4 separate regions of the Zea mays genome follow, and regions 1, 2 and 3 are each linked to region 4. Evidence: chromatin contacts called from public Hi-C data. All regions are on one chromosome and are shown on one strand. Each heading gives the region's core, a stretch centred on a gene start, on an enhancer-like site or on the middle of the called end of the contact. The rest is flanking DNA. Distances are from core to core; before and after follow the strand shown.

Region 1 (4,351 bases), core at 361-2,860, 220 kb before region 4:
ATCACCTATTCCTACAGCTGGCAGAACTGAATTTGAAGCAGCAGAACTTATTATCTGGAGGCAATCATTTTTATGACCAGTTCGCCAATGCAGTGCCTGAGAAACAGCAATCAAGAGCCATCAATCTAAAATATAAGCTCGTATCAGCTGTCAGAAACGAATTGATGGACACTAAAGTTTGGCATACATACCTGATGTTTCTCAGAACAGTACCTTGCTTTCTTGCAGCTACTACATATTTTATCACCTTTCCAGGTACCACACCAGTGGCATACAGGAGCTGGCAACAAATAGTTATGCATTTGAAAGAATTTAGTAACATTAAGTGTTTGACAGCCAAGGGACAAGTAAAACTCATTTACCAACAACTAGTAGACAGATTGCAGGATTATAGGCACCGAAACAGTAATTTGACACACAAGAAAGTTTTAAGACAGCAATTGACGTATATTTATGCTAAGTTTACATACTTCCGAATAAACTTCTCTTGAATAAAATTTGCATGTGCCATAGGTCCCTAGACACTCCAAACATAAATAAACAGAAATGTTCCCAAATGAGAAAACAAGGTAGTAGTTGACATGGAGAAAATGTTGCACACTGACAGAAACTACTAATGTAATAAATGACAATGTCAAGAAATCAGGAGAAGCAGAAGTCAGTATCAAACATTTACAATTTCACATATTTATACAACATCTAGTGCAGGATATATATTGTTAACTGTCACTCAACAGAAGACAACACTACCTCCTGGACAGAGTGGTTTGTCAGAGCCATCATGCTTTGGAGGTTGAGCTGAGTAGAAGGCATTATTCCGTGGCAATTGGCACCGGAAAATCTTCACGCTGGAAAACAATCCACTACAAACCATCAAAATCAGAAGATATCTGAACAAAACCATTACAGATACAGGACTTTCATCACCTTCTACATGGATTCCCGTACTTGTGCTTCCATTGTTCATGTTGATCTCGAAGCAAGCATGCCATGGATGGGCACATGAACATGAACAGCGTTCGGTGGAAGGCTGCTACATTATCTTCAATTGGTGCATAAATCTAAACACAACCAAGCCTAACTGTGACCAAGTCGATATCCAAACAATAAGCAGTCGAGTGTGGCAACTTCATTGCACACAAAGAAAACACCTGGAGGACGAACTGCAGAGGCTCGCCACAGAAACCACAGTAGCTGGACTTTCCCGACGGCAAGTTCACCGGGTCTAGCCACGCCTGAACAAAACCACACAGCCCTGGTATCAACACGCGAAACTGTACCACGGCAAGACAATTAACTACTGGAATTTAAGACGGGTTAGCGCGCGTACCGGGATGCCACCGGCCTTGCTGGGGAACAAGTGGCGGAGGAGGAGGCCTGGGTGCTTCGGTTTGCTAAGGACACCAAGAGTCACTTCGGCTTCTTCCTCCTCATCGTCGTCGTCCTCATAATCCGCTTCAGCGGTGGAGAGGCCTGCTTGAGGGGGCTGGTGCGGGATCTCGGTCTCGTCGTCATCGTCGTCCAGGGAGGTGATACGAAGGCTGCTAAGCTTCTTGGTGCTGGTCTCCATTCCCGGCGGCGGCGAGGGGGTCGGCGGGAGTGCTATGGCGACAAAACGGTAGCTGCCTCGCTGGTTTGGTGAAAAAAACCCTAACCTCACCTTTGAGCTACAAAATGAAACCGATCGGGCCAACATGGGGCGACCGAGCCTGAACGGCAAACGGCTCGCGAGGGTGACTCGAGCATGGTTTGACACTTTGGTGCGTTTATCAAATATATAACGTAAATAACAACGATAATAATTTATATTTAAATATAAATAATAGAATTGAATAGGAGGTATCAATTTTTAGGTGTTGTTTAGTTCGGCGGTGGTAACGATAATGTTAAAGAAACTGGTAGACGATGAGACGTGTTGACAGAAAGTAAACTTTGTTTGATTCATTGAGCGTGTAGTACGGAACAGAATAGGGTTTCTGAAAGAGGGGTAACGAGATCCTATAGAGTCATATCCACTCCCATTGTGACATATTACGGGTTGTCTCAACCAAACGGAAAGCAACGACATTAGATAGTAGTGTGAATGGTTACTAGCCTAAAAACTGCAGACCAAACAACACTCTAGTGTAATAATTGATTATGACTGGACTTAAACAAATATAGTTTAACGTTATCAGTTCTCATTATATTACAAATATGTGAATTTGACTATGCGACTCTCACCATCGTTGCACGAATGGGTACCGTCGCTACCGCATTCCTCCACAAAACCCTTACTAGAGCATCTCCAAGAGCTCCCGAGAAGTCTCCCCCTAAATCAAGTTTTTTGGGAAAAACACAAAAACGTGTCTTCAACAGTTCCCCTAAAGTGCTCCTAAATTTTTCGTAGCCCTTAAAACTCCCTCATTTGTAGCTACAAATGAGAGGTTTCTTGGGCTCCCCAGAAACAATATGTTGCTTTAAAGGATGTGTTGGAGAAAGGATTAAAATTTATCTCCACTAATTTTTAGATGTCCCTTAAAATTTATTTTTATGAGTCAATTTATGGGGAGCTATTGGAGACGCTCTTAGAGCAACTTTAAAAGAATGTGTAAACTAACTCCAAACAGATATTAGTAAAGAATAGTGGTTTATCTTACTCTAATAGCTCTCTTATTTTTACCCAAAAAATTTGCGTCTCGCATCCACAACCTCCTCTCCCTCGTATTTATTTAGTTACCATTATTATTTATTCATCAATTCATAAGTTACATGTATTATTTATTCATCAATGCACTATGCTGCTTGCTGAAATGTTTATTTAGTTACATGTGCACGTTGTTTTTGCCAAGGTTCTTGGTAGGATCCATCCTCTATATATGCTTTTTTTGCTTGTATATGCAATCTATCCAGCAAAGTTCCACCATTTAATTTTATATACATGCAGCTTGTACTTGATTATGTCAGATGGAAATATGTTAGCAACAGCAGCTGGCCAGTTGAGGACCTTTGACACTTCCAGCAACAAAAAGATTAAAAAATTATCTGGACATTTCAGTGAGTATCTCTTGCTTTCTCTTACCTATTGGTGTTCCTCTTTTAGGACTACTATTTATAGATATGTACCCTCTTTATCTAAGTACCCATTTTTTTTATTGCATGCAACCATTAAAACTTCATAGGTTTCTGTGAGGAGCATGGGTTTTTTTTTCCAATGATAGCCAGTATGTTCTGTCATCTGGAGTTGGGAAGCGCTATATTGCCATTTGGAAGCTGGACAGCGGGAAAACCCAGAGCTCAAACTGTATCCTGTCGATGGAGCAGCCAGCAATATTTTTGGACTGTAAATGTTCAGACGAAGGAGAAGTACACATTTTGGCTATTTCTAAGATTGGTGCCTGCTATTTCTGGTCTGCAAACGATGTGGATGACCTGCGTAATAAGAAGCCGACCAAGATCATATTAGCTGAGTCATCTGTGTCAACAGTTCATCAGGCATTCTCCATATTTGCCGCAAAACTTCAAGGAGTGGATGGACCTAATTCTGCCCATGTCCTACTGGCTTATGGGTCTGTAGCGAAACCATCTTTTGATAAACTTTTGGTTTGTTATGGTACGGATATTAATTTGGGCATTTCTCAAGATGGAGTTCTCTTGCCAAATACTCAAAGCACCATGACAAATAAAGGCCAATCTGTGAAAAAACAAGGTATAGTGAGAATGTCCATTGGTTATGTTGAAATTTTTATCTTGCTTCTGCACTTCACCTTCTCTTTGGGAGTTACACAAATGATAACACCTAAAAAAATTGTGTGATTATAAAATTGTGGAGCATGGATGCACCTTCTGAGTTTTCGTAGCTATTCTTGGGATAAATCTTGTTTTTTTTCCTTGTAGAAACTGTCACTGCTCTAGACCGAGCCAATGCTGAAGATGCTGTCCTTCCTCTTCCAAAGCTCCATACACAAGAAAATAAAAGGAAACATGGTGTAAGAAAACCCAGTGGTGATGTCAAGCCTGAGGTTCATAGTGACCTCACCAGTCACCGCTACAAGATCTATTCATAAAAGAGGTAAATGACATATTGGTGTTTTTTCCTTTTTCTGTACAACATAGTATGGAAACAAAGCAGTCTAGGTATGTTTAACTTACATAAGCAATTGTTTTCCAATCACAGATACATACTGTTGGTTGTTATTCACTAGCATTTTACTTTTGGTTTCACTTAATTTTACATGTTTAGTTGGTTGGTTTATGAGAGAATTATTTCCTTGGCCCTGAAAAAGTCCAGCTTACTTTTTTGACCCTTTTATTATTGTACTCATTTGGCCCAAAAGCTATCTTTAGTTACTTATATGGTCTTTCCGTTAGT
Region 2 (4,509 bases), core at 1,689-4,188, 170 kb after region 4:
TGCCGGCGGCTGCAGCAGCCCTGTTAGAGAAAAATATAGCCGAACGACTTGTGCAGCTAGCAACCGAACAACTTGTAAGATAAGTGAAATGAAAAGATCAAGATTAGATTGTACTTGTTAACACATCACTGTATCGAGTCTGTTTTTTATTGTGCCTTGTATGTACTTGAGCAGTGAAGTATATGACCAAAACCATGACTTTATGATTCTGATTGTCATTCTGGCATAGGCTTCATTCAGTAGAAAAGTAATATAAGACAATACTTACAGCAAATGCTTTGACTAATTCTTATGATAGGTTGAAAATGCGAAAGTTTGATGAAACCTGATAACACAAGTCTTAGGTTGTCTTTGGCATGTTGCATGGTCGCTATTTGGGATACCTCACTTTGTGTACACTTGTTAGCACTTGGTTGATTTCCTCCTTATAAACTGTCTATGATGCTACTTTAGTGGTGAACTTCTTTTCAAAATGCTTACAAACTGCTCAAATTGCTTTATGAGTCACGATTTGATCAGTTTGATTATTTGCTAGCACTTATTTTAGTTGCTATACTCACATGGCAACACCACCTACATCATCCTTTCATTATGGAAGATCTACCCTTGAAGCTCTTGCATTTTTCTGCATCCATGTGCATTCAGAGCATATCTTGAGGGGGGGATTGCAGTTTAGATAGCATGACACATGCATATTGCGACAAGGGGGAGATTGTTTACACAAAGAGTTGGCATATGTGGGGAGAGCGTATTCATATGGGGAGTGCACAAGTGGAGGGGAGTTGCATTTGAGCTTGCCTTCGGCTTTTTAAAGAAAGGGGAGAATGTGTTTTCAAAGGATAGCTTGTTTTTTACTAGTTGTGTTGAGTCTTTGGCTCTTGTAGACGGACTATCACTATTTTAAAAGTTTTGAGTCTTCTTGATTTTGCTTTGATGCTTCTTAAGATGCTTTGAGGCTCATCCTCCCAACTCAACCACGTCGTCATCCTAACTGCTCCGTTGAGACTGACGAGTCTAGCATTGTATTCTTGCCATACGGCAGACCTAGAGGGCATTCTCCGACAAGCGACCGTCGAGAGCTCGGCATGGTCCACGCTCATGCATAGCAATGGTGACATCGTTGCGGGATCCATGCCACGATCGACTCGGTCCTCCTAAAGGACGCTGACATTCATGGTACTAGTACAACGCAATTCACGCCTTCTTCAACTCTAGGATTCGAAATATTTCAAGACCAAAGGAGCAAGTAGCAAGCCAAATACTAGTTTTTAAGTTCCACCATAGAAAACTTACCCAAGCGTCTAAATTAGTGTTGCTCAATAACTTTAGAATTATTTGTACCATCTATCAACTTATTTTCTCTTTTACTTTTGAGAGATGAGTTGTCAAGTGGTGTTATGCTTTAGTTCGTCACCATAATAGTGTAATACTAGCGTTGGGTTGGACTCGGGGCGAATCCACGAGTGGTAGAGAGGGGCAATGCCCCCTAATCCTCCCTAAATTCTATATTATCTACTAATTTCCTTAGGTAATCATCATATAAATAATGTAAAATACCTCCTAACGCCCTTTCTCAATCTAATTTGTCCCTCCCAAACTCTAATCCTGGTTTCACCCCTTGGATTGTGATCCGTGATCGGCGGAAGAGAACCGCTGCTCCCTGCTCCTGTGCCCCAGCCGCTGTCCACTGTCCACCTTCGGACTTTCGGTTAGTTCTCAATCCATATGGATTGAATGAGATTGGGTGAGTTTAAATCTCAAACAAGTCAAAATTTTTCTAAATTTTTTCTAATCCTATCCAATCCATGTATAATGGGAATAACACCTTCGTTCCATGATGGCGGATGCTGCTTTTTCTCTCGAAACCTAGTGGACGCCGAGTAACCTCAGGCCTTTCATCGTTGCTGGCAGCACGAGTTGGAGGTCGACGACCGACACACTCACCTATGTTCCAAAAAAAAGCGTTCATCACGTGCCTTTTTCTGCTCTAAATTTTTATATATATATATATACTTTTTGTAGTTTCAAATAATCTATATGTATTTTAGTTTTACTTATAGACAGAGAAAATGAGAGAGAATATCTATAAAGAGAGGAGAGAGGGGACAAAGGAGCGTCTTCTATCACGATGCTGCAGGCCAGAGGAGGGAACCATCTATACGACATACCATCTCCTTTTATTATAGCAATACCTCTAAGTGTTGAATAGATCCAAAAATTCATGTGGACTTTTTAAAAAGATAAAGATTATTGTACAATAAAGTTTTTCGTGCAACTTGCTATGTAATTAAACTACTAGAAATTATAAAAACCTTTAAAGATATAAATATATTTTACTATTTACTTTACTAACATATCAAATTTTAAGTTCTAATTCATTCTATGTTAAAAGATATAAAAAATTCTACCCGAAATGATAGAATTTTGTTTTTTGGACTGGATATGAAACTCGAGCAAAAAAAACCTTAAATAGCTAATGAAATCACATAAAATTTGTTTGATCTTATCATTAAAAATCGTTACCTTAAAAAGTGTTCTTTTATTATTAGATTACTTTCAAATTTCTCCCGGTTTATAGGAAACAAATAGAATCTTACTAATCAGGTGACTATATTGCTACGACTTTTATATAGTATATTAGTATACTTTGTTTTAATAAAACATAAAAATGTGTGTGTTATGTTGGTTAGTTGGGTGTGGATGTAAAGACGATAAATAAGGTTAAAAAATCTCACATATATGCATAATTTTATGTTGTTTTTGTATAAAATGGGAAAGGTGACGCACCACGATTTTAGGATTTTAGAACTATGGAAATCAGAAAAAAGTGATGCTTTATATAGTAGATAGATAGATAGAGAAGTGAGGTTTAGTTTTACTCTAAAGAAAACGGCGGCCTATCAAAGCTTAAGCATAAACACGAAGCTGGATCGGAAGCCGCCAGCGCTACATCAACACAATACAAAGGTAAAACAAAACGGAAAAGGCAGCGGCGTTTCTCTCCCTCCCTCCCTCCCTCTGCACAAACGCCACGCCGCGAGACTCCCACGCGGTCCGCCCCCGCGTCGTCTGGCCTCGCGATGGCCGCCGCCGCCGACTACGACCGCGCGCACCGCCCGTACGCGGCTCCCGCCCCCGCCGGTGAGTACGACCGCCCCTACCGCAACGAGGTCGTGCCCTACGGTGACCGCCGCATCGACATCATCGTCAAGCCGCCCGCGAGGTCGCCGCCGCCGGTATCCAACAGGGGCGGCGGGGGAGGGGTGGGGTCGGCGTGGTGCTTCAGCGATCCGGAGATGAAGAGGCGGCGGCGGGTGGCCAGCTACAAGGCTTACTCGGCGGAGGGCAAAGTCAAGGCATCGTTCCGCAGGGGATTCCGCTGGATCAAGGCCAAGTGCTCCGAGCTCATCCATGGCTGGTACGGATCACGCCTTCTTCTTCTTCTTCTTCTCCTCCTCCTCCTTCCCCTTTCCCCTTTTATCGGGGTATCCGTTCTTCTTCTCGATATTTTCGGACATAACGGCGATGGCTGCTTTGGTTCCCAAGCATCGGACCTGTCCTTCCGCTGGGTAATGGGACTCTGCACAACAAGTACAGACGTTTTAATCTTCATTGTACTGTTTGTATGGATTATTGGTACGACTGAATGCTAGTCCTTATGCCCCCTCATCATACACCATTGCTTCCTGAAATGGTTTGGGAAGTCACAGGTACATGACACAGATCTGTAGCAGACTACAAGCTCATCAGCACAAGTTGTCATCGTTTTGGCTCACCTCTTAAGCAGCAAGATAGCTTTAGCTCGTTTATCTGATGAAGTGATCATCTGTGATGCACTAGTCGCCTCTAATTTCGTTTTCCCTCTACTTTTTTTTCAGAACCCGGTACCTCGGTGAAATTCTATTGTATTGTATTGGCATGGTGCAAGATGCGGCTACAAAGCGCGAGAGATGGTTGTCTGTTGTTATTTCGCTGATTCGCTCTCAAAATGTGGAAGAGAATTTGTTCTGAGATTGTGTAGAGAACTTTGTTGCCCCCCTGGTTATAGGAAAAGAACTCGATGGAGATCTGCTGAGATTGCTTGTCGCTACCTGCCAATTGCCCCCTAATTCTGTTCAAAAAATGTTTGAAGAAGACTTGAATCCCGGAGAAGAAAAATTCTTTGCACGATAGTACTTTTCTAATATTATCCCCCTGTGCTCATATGCAACTTGGTCGCTGGCCAGGAAAATACAGGCCAGCATGCAACTGCATTTGCTTCGTTTCTTCGTCATTAGCAAATCCCAGAGATGGAGAGACCGTAGCAGATCTTGCGAATTGCGTAGGCGGTCTTTCATGCATTTATTTCGATGAGGAGAGGTCTACACTTAACGCTCTATGATAGGGACATGATCACCTGGATCACGGGAGGGTAAGAAACTTTTTTGTGCCTCAGCGTGGCTTCCTCTTCCGTGTTCTGAATGGAAAAGACCCTCCTAATGGTGTGGTCTTAGCACAAAGTGGCCATGT
Region 3 (4,198 bases), core at 1,357-3,856, 170 kb before region 4:
TCCACCGCTCCCCACTGCTGACGCAGCTCCCCCTCGAAGTTACCCTTGTAGGCTTCTTCCTCCATAGACATTGTTGTGGCAGCAGCTCCCCGCAGACCACTGTTCTACAGCACTTCTCCACACTCATGGTCTCCCATCGAGCATCCTCTTTTGTGGGCTGTCATGGCTGTGCGCGGCGCACCTCTTCCCTGGTGGTTCTCTGCGCGACACTCCCCCCACTCGATCCAGACGTCGTCCTCTACCTCCAACTTCCCCTCTGCATAGATGATAATATGTATTTTTTATATAGTTACACTTAGATATAAGTGTTTTAGATGTACCTTAAGTGTTTATATTAGTAATATCCATATATATAAATAATTAAAAAGATCTCTATTTTCAAATTCGTGTCGTACCCCTAAAATCTTAGGACCACTGTTGCGTACACCTTTGGTTCTTCAAGTGAAGTCGAATCTTCAAAGTGTTCAATTCATACTGATTTTACAGTTCCCCAATGTGCAATCTCTACTTTTTTGATGGAAGGTACCTGCGAAAGGGCCTCTAGCGGCGTTGGTCAAGTGGTCTGAGGCTAATCTCAATACAGGTTTCATGAGATGTTTCATGACATTAATTAACCTTCCATGTCAGATTTTGATATGACTTGGCGGTAGATTTAAGAGGAGAGAGAGAGAGAGTAAACTGGTTTCATCACCATGAAACCTTGCTAACTCGTTTCCAAGACCAGCGAAACACCATGACACAACCATTGTGACGCAACTCGTTTCACGAGGGATCTAGTGTGCAGCGTGGCAATACTCCCGCGAAAAGCTTCTCTTCCTGCTCACGCGTGCATATTCACCGTTACACTTATTTATAAATACTACTAATATATAATAACTTTAACTTTTATATTGCTTTGTTTGAATGAGTTTATCTTCTGTTGACAAACATCCATTCTAATTTATATATGACAACACAATTTTATCGCAAAATATAGTACCATTGCTTGGCTACAAATATACATGTCATATTTGACCATGAGACTTAATAGCATTTAATTGCAGTGATTAGCTTAGAAATAAGTGAGATGAAACTCCCCATTGAAAGAGGGTGTTTCATTCTTCCACAAAGTTGATTGGCCCTTTTGTAAACACTGTTATAAAACTTAGCATTGAGAATAGCCTAAGTAACACCTCTCAGGTTCCGAGTTCGACTTCCTGTGGGAGTGAATCACAGTGGCAGTGTGTGAGATGCGGTGCGGTCTTACCATTGTTGGTCAAGTTTTTTTCAAGGGAAAGGTATGTAAGTTGGTTGTGCAACATGATACAAACATTCATGTGATTATGGATATGTTAACCTATAGAGATCTTGGTAATGTATAGAGATCTCTAATATGGATATGTTTAATATGCACATGTATATGTGTGGACCTCTTGAATGGATCTATTAAGCTAATGCGAGACGTTAATGTTGTGGTTTCTCTGTTTTTTTTAAAATATGCTGATCTGATATTTGTGAAGCTTATACATAAAACTAATGTCTACCTATTGCTACCTTAAAATTTAAAATTCATTTATTATAAATTAAAACTTATTGATTATTTATTTGTAGCCTTTTATTATCAAAACTTCTTCACAAGTATACTAATGATTTCCTCGTTTGACAACATTTTTATTTATCTATTTCCTATTTTATAATATAAATTTATTCTATAAACAAGAGTATTTATGTTGTTTTTATCAGCCACTTACTTGATATAGTTACCGACAATGTTATTTACAGGAAAAAAATTTAAGTCGATACCGAATATAGAAGTTTACATTTTTAGCACCTTAGAAAGAAATGAAGTCTGATTTATTTGAATGTTAGATAAATGAAATTTTAGCACCTTTTAGGGCTAGTTTGAAACTCCATTTTCTCAAGAGATTTCTATTTTTTTCTAAGAGAAAATAAACTATTTTTTCTTAGGAAAATTGAAATCTCTCGAGATAATGAGGTTTTCAAACTAGCCTTAGAAGAAAAGAAAGGTTGGCTTCCTTCAGTGTTAGATAGATAATTCTCTCGTAGAAATAAATTGAATCTCTGACACCACAAAAAATTAAATATCATGGTGCAATAAGAGGCAATTGTAGTGTTAGCCCTATTTTGCATGTCAATTATAATTTTGTTCCTACTTTATTAGCCTTGATATATCTCCCAGCTTTTTGAAACTAAAAAAACAAGTTTATCCCTAGTCGTTATGAGCGCCAAACGGTGCCAGTTCTACTTTAGAAGAACATACTGGGTAGAATTTGCAGTATTTCTTATCCAGTCAAACTTTTAGAAAACTCGCATGTGCATTCAAGTAGACGTTGTTCTTTTGACTTATCCTTCCTAAACTCGTGCAAGTATGAGTCCAAATTGTGTTAAAAACAGACAATACCTTAAAATTATAAGCACAAATTTTGTTACATAATAAGAACGAAGCAACAAACTAAGCATAAAGCAGGACGGAGCGGCAGCGGTAAAACTGGCCGGTGAGTCAGCGGCCAGGCCAGCAGTGGCCCTTGCCTTGCCTCCTCCCCGGCTCCCGTCTCTTCCTCAAAGTGTAGCAAAAAAATAGCCCGGATACGCGGAGTCACGTTGCAAAATCAAACAGAACCGGAGTGTCAGATTCAGAAACAATAGGCAGCAGCTAGAGCAAGCAGCATCGCAGCATCGCAGCAGACGCCACCGTCACGCCACCGCGCCGAGAGAGAAAAGCCGAGCGGTGGCAGGCGAGGGGACGCCTGCCGCGGTGGGTTGGTGGGTGCCGCCTCCGCATCCGGTGCCGCTGCTCTGTTCCTCAGTCCGCCCCCATTTACCTCGCATGGATTCCTGCTTGCTTCTCCCCAACTCCACGCGCCGATCCTCCAACCTCCAGGAGAGCGCGACGCGATCCAATTGAGGTCCAGGAGGTGGAGGGTGCCTGCGCTGTCCGTGTGTTCCCCTTTGTTTCCATCCCAAGCCTGGCCGCGCCGCCGCTGGACGCCATCGCGCGCCTGCACAGCGTCTTGGTGAGGTGGTCGAAGCAGCGGCGGCGGCCGCAGCTCGGGAGACCCGGCGCGAGGAAGCGGTGGCCGAGCCGGCGGAGCGCGATGCTGTGGGTGGCGCGCCTGTCCGGCTTGTTATCCGCCGCCATGGTGGTGGTGGTGCTGTCGCCGTCGCTCCAGTCCTTCCCGCCCGCCGAGGCCATCCGGTCGTCGCAGTTCGACGGCAGCGTCCGCTTCCCGGGACAGATCGCAGGGGGCGCCAGGGGGGTCGCCTTCCGCCGCGCCCCGCCGTTCCGCAATGCCGCCGACTGCGGCGCCGGCGCGGACAACGGCACCGGCGCCAATGTCTGCGACCCATGGCTCGTCCACATCGCGATTACGCTCGACAACGAATACCTGAGGGGCTCCGTCGCCGCGGTCCACTCGGTGGTGCAGCACGCCAGGTGCCCCGAGAGCGTCTTCTTCCACTTCCTCGTCTCCGACCCGGGGCTCGGGGACCTCGTCCGCGCGGTGTTCCCGCAGCTCCGGTTCAAGGTCTACTACCTGGACCCCGGGCGCGTCCGCGGGCTCATCTCCACGTCGGTGCGGCAGGCGCTGGAGCAGCCGCTGAACTACGCGCGCAACTACCTGGCCGAGCTCCTGGAGCCGTGCGTGCGCCGCGCCATCTACCTGGACTCCGACCTCGTCGTCGTGGACGACGTCGCCAAGCTGTGGCGCACCGACCTCGGCGGGCGCACCGTGGGCGCGCCCGAGTACTGCCACGCCAACTTCACCAAGTACTTCACGGGGCGGTTCTGGTCGGACCAGCGGTTCGCCGGGACGTTCGCGGGGCGGCGGCCGTGCTACTTCAACACGGGCGTCATGGTGGTCGACCTGGAGCGGTGGCGGCAGGCGGGCTACACGCAGCGCATCGAGCGGTGGATGGAGGTACAGAAGTCGGCGGCGGGGCGCATCTACGAGCTGGGGTCGCTGCCGCCCTTCCTGCTGGTGTTCGCGGGGCACGTGGCGCCGATCGAGCACCGGTGGAACCAGCACGGCCTCGGCGGCGACAATGTCCTGGGCAGCTGCCGCGACCTGCACCCGGGGCCCGTGAGCCTGCTGCATTGGTCCGGGTCCGGCAAGCCGTGGGCGCGGCTGGGCGCCGGGCGGCCGTGCCCGCTCGATGCGCTCTGGGCACCCTTCGACCTGTACGACCCCGGCGGCGGCGC
Region 4 (4,675 bases), core at 1,329-3,828:
TATTTGAGTTTTTAGAGACATCATCTTGTATATAGAGTAATAACCATGTAACTAAAAAAAATACTTCCTACCCATTTTAACTTTAGATTTTTATGTCCACATATATAGAACACATACATTAATTATTGTATGAATCCAGTAAAAGGGTAAAACACATTTTAATTTAAGACAAAAGGGGTATGATTTAGGACGAAGAAAGTAGATTTTACTACCTATAATTTAGGAAGGAGTTTTAGAACTACGGACGTGAAGTTCATTAAGGACTAGTTCGGTTGAAAGTGGATTAAACTAATTTCTAATTAAAATTTGATAGAAAAAGATTTAATTCTCCTCGATTCTCTGTGATTCCTGTAATTGAACAAGGCCCTAGGATTAGATAAGATTAAGAGACTAGCAATGGATTTAATCTCTAGCAATTCTCTAAGCTAAAAAACTTTAAAACCTTGTTCGGTTTGATAGAGATTGAAGAGGATTAAATCTATTCATAGTCAATTAAATAGAAAGAAATTTAATCTCGCTTAATCCCCGTGGATCCATGTGCAACCGAATAAGGCATAAAACGTTAAGGGATGAATTTAAGATGCTTAAATCCCTTGTCAAAATTAAATCTCAATTCTCTTCGATCCACAGGCAACAACGTAAGACTGTCTCCAGTAGGTTACATATCCTCATTCCTATGTAAACTCCACACTACGAACAATACAGTATACAGTATAAAACAATGTTTTGGTTGACCATATAGGTAGGCTGTTGGACATGGTCTAAAGCGACAAACAAAAGCATGAAAGAATTGAAGTCTTAGATTGTGCTCAACAGTTCAACCAAAAGACTGTTTTTATTGTAGATTATAGTGCTTATGGAGTGAAGTTTAGATATATAGGCTACCCGGAGTATTGCCCAGAAAGAAAAATCGGACCAAAAGTAAAATTCCCACATCTCCAGGACTCCATCCGGGCTACCGGGAGCATCAAGGGGGCACCTCGTGCGCCCTGCGTCTCGTCAGCCCTAGCCGACGATAACCAAGCGCCGCCGCCTCGGATACCATGCGCGAGCTAGCTAGAGAGCTAGGGACAAGGAAAGGGCGCACGCACTCACTGACGCACACACGGCCAAAGCGAGCGCGGAGCATCAGCATCGTATGCTAAAGAAGGTCTCTTTCTGCTCACATGGACGGGGTGTGGCGCTTCCAGCTTTTCGAGGGAGATTTGGAGATAGCACGGCCCCGACGACGAGCACGACCATGATGTCGTAAACATGCCGCTTTCTAGCTAGGGCCAGCAAAGGCGGTTGTAGTAGAGCTGATCCTGAGGCCCTGAGCCAGCCACCAGAGAATGAGAGAACAGGAGCAGAGCAGCGCCTCTGCTAACGCCATCTGCTGCTTATCCTATTCCTTCCTGGGCGCCTGGGCGGGCAGATGCCCTGATCTTGCACTTTCTAGGATTCCTTTTCGGGAATTAGGGGGCAACGAAAATCGAGTTATCTTGTCGTGTTTGCAGGCTGGTCTGCATATCTGCACTGCACATCAACACAAGTTGGTTGGATTTCTAAATTCGCTGCTACTCCAAAGCTCCATCGGGAGAAATCAAATGGCCTGATACTCTGATCATTTGGAGAACCGTTAGATGATCATTCACCTTTTTCTCCTATACATGATCAACAGCTTGGCGTTGGTTAATGTGCATTGACAGCTCAATTGATCACCCCATCAGAGAGATGAAAAGGGAATGCAAATGCGGTATCATTTCATTTTTCGTCTCTCTGTATACAAAGGTCTAGGCACGAGAACTCATCATGAACTCAATGCAATGCGAGAGAGAAGAGCATTTTGCCCGCTTTGTTCCGCTCCGCTTTGCGCTTCCTTTCGTCCCCCGCTCCGTCCGAGCACCTCTCCCGGCGAAAAGCTCTCCTTTGTACCCATCTTTCCTTCAGCCTCCAAAAGCCTACCCGTCGAGGGCCAGACCAGACCAGCCAGCCAGCCAGCCCCGTCCATGGACCATGGCCACGACCACCGGTCCTCTGCTTCCTGGAAGCTTCTCCAATCCAGCCACGCACCACGGCGGCCCGCCTCCCGATGCGCCCCGCCGCTGCCCGATCCATCCCCCGACCCCTCCCCCCCTCCCGCACGGGCACGGCCATGCCCATTCCGACACAGCTAGCTGATAATATAGCTCCGCGCCTCCGCCCCCCGCGCTTTGCCGCTTTCCGGCCTGACAAAATCCCGCGCCCTTTCTGCAGGCGTACGTCGGCACTGAAAGAAAGGAGGAGCCGAGGAGGAGGAGGAGGACGGGAAAGCCGAAAGGAGCTATCCCTCCCTCCGGCCCCGGTGGACGGGCGAGGCGAGCCCTGCCCGCCTCGGAATCTTGGCATTTCTAGGGATTCTGTCATTCATCCTGGTGTGTGGTGAGGTGCGCGCGGGCGGGTGGCTGGCGCTTTTTACTGGCCGAGAGCGTGTCCGTGACGAGACCGCCGACCCCCCACCCCTGGAAGAAGCTTCCACGCTGCTTCCTCTGCTTTCATGCGCCCCGTGCTATTTATAGCCGCCGTGGTCACTGCCAGAGCTAACGGTGCAAGCCGTCGTTTCAGGTGAATTCGAGTGAGCCAAGTGGTCTCGACTCTCGACTCTCTCGAGTGAGTGAGTGATCGCCGCCTCGGCTTGCACGTGGCCACTCTCAATGGACCTGAAGAGGACGCTTGACGTGGAGGAGGAGGTGGTGGACGGCGACGAGGACGAGCTCGCCTGCTGTCCCGACGCCAAGCGCCGCCGGACGTTCGTCGAGTGAGTGAGATTTCCGTGCTGCTGCTGCATTTGCCGCGTGGGCGCTCAAGTCCTTGGCTTCTGAACGCCTGCCGTCATCTTGCCCATTTGCAGTAGCTCGATGCAGGAGGCCATTGGCGCGCAGTACATGCAGAGGCATCTGCCCAAGCTGGAGCCATTTCTGCGCAGAGTCGTAAGCACTTCTCCCCGTAGCTATTTGCACGCCATTATTGAGCTTCCGGAAATCAGGGTGCAGGAGGAGGTGTGCACAGTGTTCTCATGTTCATTTGCGTTCGGAAATCTGCAGGTGCAGGAGGAGGTGCACAATGTTCTTATCCGACACATCGATTCCGCACACAGGTTAGCCTCTACTACGCACTGATTGCTAAGCTGCTGCATCACTATTTAACGTTCAGACTGCCGAGTCCTCGTGGTCGTGGACTACAACATGGCTACATGCCATGCATGCTGGTAGCAGCTAGTTTATCAGAGCTACGGAAACCTTACATTTACATGCCCCATAATTCCATATATTGCCATACCCATACCCATACACTTAGGTTTATACTGACCACTAGTGCCGACAGTGGCTAGAGCAGTATATACTTCTGTTTATTTTCAACTTCGACTCCAGTACACTGGAGTTTACAGCTTTAATTGTTGTAGGAGACGTCCTTCATTCTCTCTCTCTCTCTTTTAAGACAATGAAACAAACTTCCAGTCTCTAAGATGATGCACAGCTAATCCTTCTGTAATTCGGTACCCATTACTATGCTATAGCTGCTATGATTCCTCGAATAATTGCTTTTATCTGTTCCAGTAATTATGCTGTCAGTGCAGTGTTAGGCTTTAACCCTTTAATTAATTTCTGCTTTTTTAAATCTACTTTACCCCGCCACCGCCACCGCCACGGAGCCACCAATGCACCTTTTTGCGTTTTCAGAAGTCATGACTGAACTTGTGTCGTTCTGCAACGTCCAGGCTCCCGCTCCAGCTAAAGACAAGCAGCAAGCGGTACAAGCTGCAGTTCCAGGGAAACCTGCCGCAGACGCTTTTCACGGGCAACAGGGTGGAGGCGGAGAGCAAGCAGCCGCTCCGGCTAGTCCTGACCGACGCTACCACCGGCCAGACGGTCGCCTCCGGGCCCATGTCCTCGATGAAGGTCGAGCTCCTCGTCCTCGACGGCGACTTCAACGCCGACGAGCGGCTGGTGGAGCACAGCGAGAAGGAGTTCAGCGAGAGCGTCGTGTTCGAGAGGGAAGGCAAGAGGCCGCTCTTGTCCGGCGAGGTGGTGGTCGTGCTCGAGAAGGGCGCTGCCTCCATCCGCGACATCTCCTTCACGGATAACTCCAGCTGGATACGGAGCCGCAAGTTCAGGCTCGGCGCCAGGATGTCCAGGGCTAGCTCCATCGAAGAGCGGGTGCTGGAAGCCGTGAGCAACCCGTTCCTAGTGAAGGATCACCGTGGAGAAGGTAATTGAATATAATTGCTCTACACTTGGTTTTTTTTTGTTCAATTCTTTGTCCGTTCACGAGACACGGATAGCGTAGCGTCTGATACAAATTTTGGTTCCTGAACTCGTGTCAGTGTACAAGAAGCACCATCCACCTGCATTAGCCGACGACGTGTGGCGTCTGGAGAAGATCGGGAAAGACGGCGTGTTCCACAAGAAGCTGGCGGACTTCGGAATCCACACTGTTCAAGACTTCCTCAGGAACCTGGTGATGGATCAGTACGGACTGCGCAGCGTGAGAGACTATCCCTATATATACTAGTATATGACATGCATGCATGTACACATCCAGCATTCAGATCATCCTGCTGCGTGTTTGTGTTTCACATGCATGTAATTTCAGTTGCTTGGCAGCGGCATGTCGAACAAGATGTGGGAGTCCACGGTGGAGCACGCCCGGGAGTGCG

The links. Hi-C and Micro-C count contacts between places; a contact is called where the count stands out from the background.
Region 1: a Hi-C map of tassel shows a contact between it and region 4, with 3 times the contacts expected there. The contact joins the promoter of LOC103639246 here to the promoter of LOC100382095 in region 4. A contact is called at or near these places in 6 of 25 Hi-C or Micro-C datasets (ear, leaf, root tip and 2 more).
Region 2: a Hi-C map of leaf mesophyll shows a contact between it and region 4, with 2.6 times the contacts expected there. The contact joins the promoter of LOC103639235 here to the promoter of LOC100382095 in region 4. A contact is called at or near these places in 4 of 25 Hi-C or Micro-C datasets (endosperm, leaf, leaf mesophyll and 1 more).
Region 3: a contact with region 4 is called in a Hi-C map of ear, with 2.0 times the contacts expected there. The contact joins the promoter of LOC100191794 here to the promoter of LOC100382095 in region 4. A contact is called at or near these places in 5 of 25 Hi-C or Micro-C datasets (ear, leaf and tassel).

Annotation. Positions count from the first base shown.
Region 1 is chr9:142,868,317-142,872,667 of Zm-B73-REFERENCE-NAM-5.0, reverse strand. It overlaps LOC103639246 (programmed cell death protein 2-like), which reads right to left and starts at 1,610. Exons shown (of 11, transcript NM_001301594.1): 1 at 1,331-1,610; 2 at 1,152-1,235; 3 at 928-1,061; 4 at 751-848; 5 at 192-280; 6 at 6-96. The coding sequence starts at 1,570. It also overlaps the pseudogene LOC103639245.
Region 2 is chr9:142,474,412-142,478,920 of Zm-B73-REFERENCE-NAM-5.0, reverse strand. It overlaps LOC103639235, which reads left to right and starts at 2,938. Exons shown (of 2, transcript XM_008662003.4): 1 at 2,938-3,418; 2 at 3,879-4,184. The coding sequence starts at 3,081. The coding sequence ends at 3,879.
Region 3 is chr9:142,810,458-142,814,655 of Zm-B73-REFERENCE-NAM-5.0, reverse strand. LOC100191794 reads left to right here and starts at 2,606. Exons shown (of 1, transcript NM_001137219.2): 1 at 2,606-4,198. The coding sequence starts at 3,096.
Region 4 is chr9:142,644,156-142,648,830 of Zm-B73-REFERENCE-NAM-5.0, reverse strand. LOC100382095 (Calmodulin-binding protein 60 G) reads left to right here and starts at 2,578. Exons shown (of 7, transcript NM_001174856.1): 1 at 2,578-2,776; 2 at 2,870-2,948; 3 at 3,063-3,115; 4 at 3,737-4,227; 5 at 4,343-4,503; 6 at 4,612-4,675. The coding sequence starts at 2,673.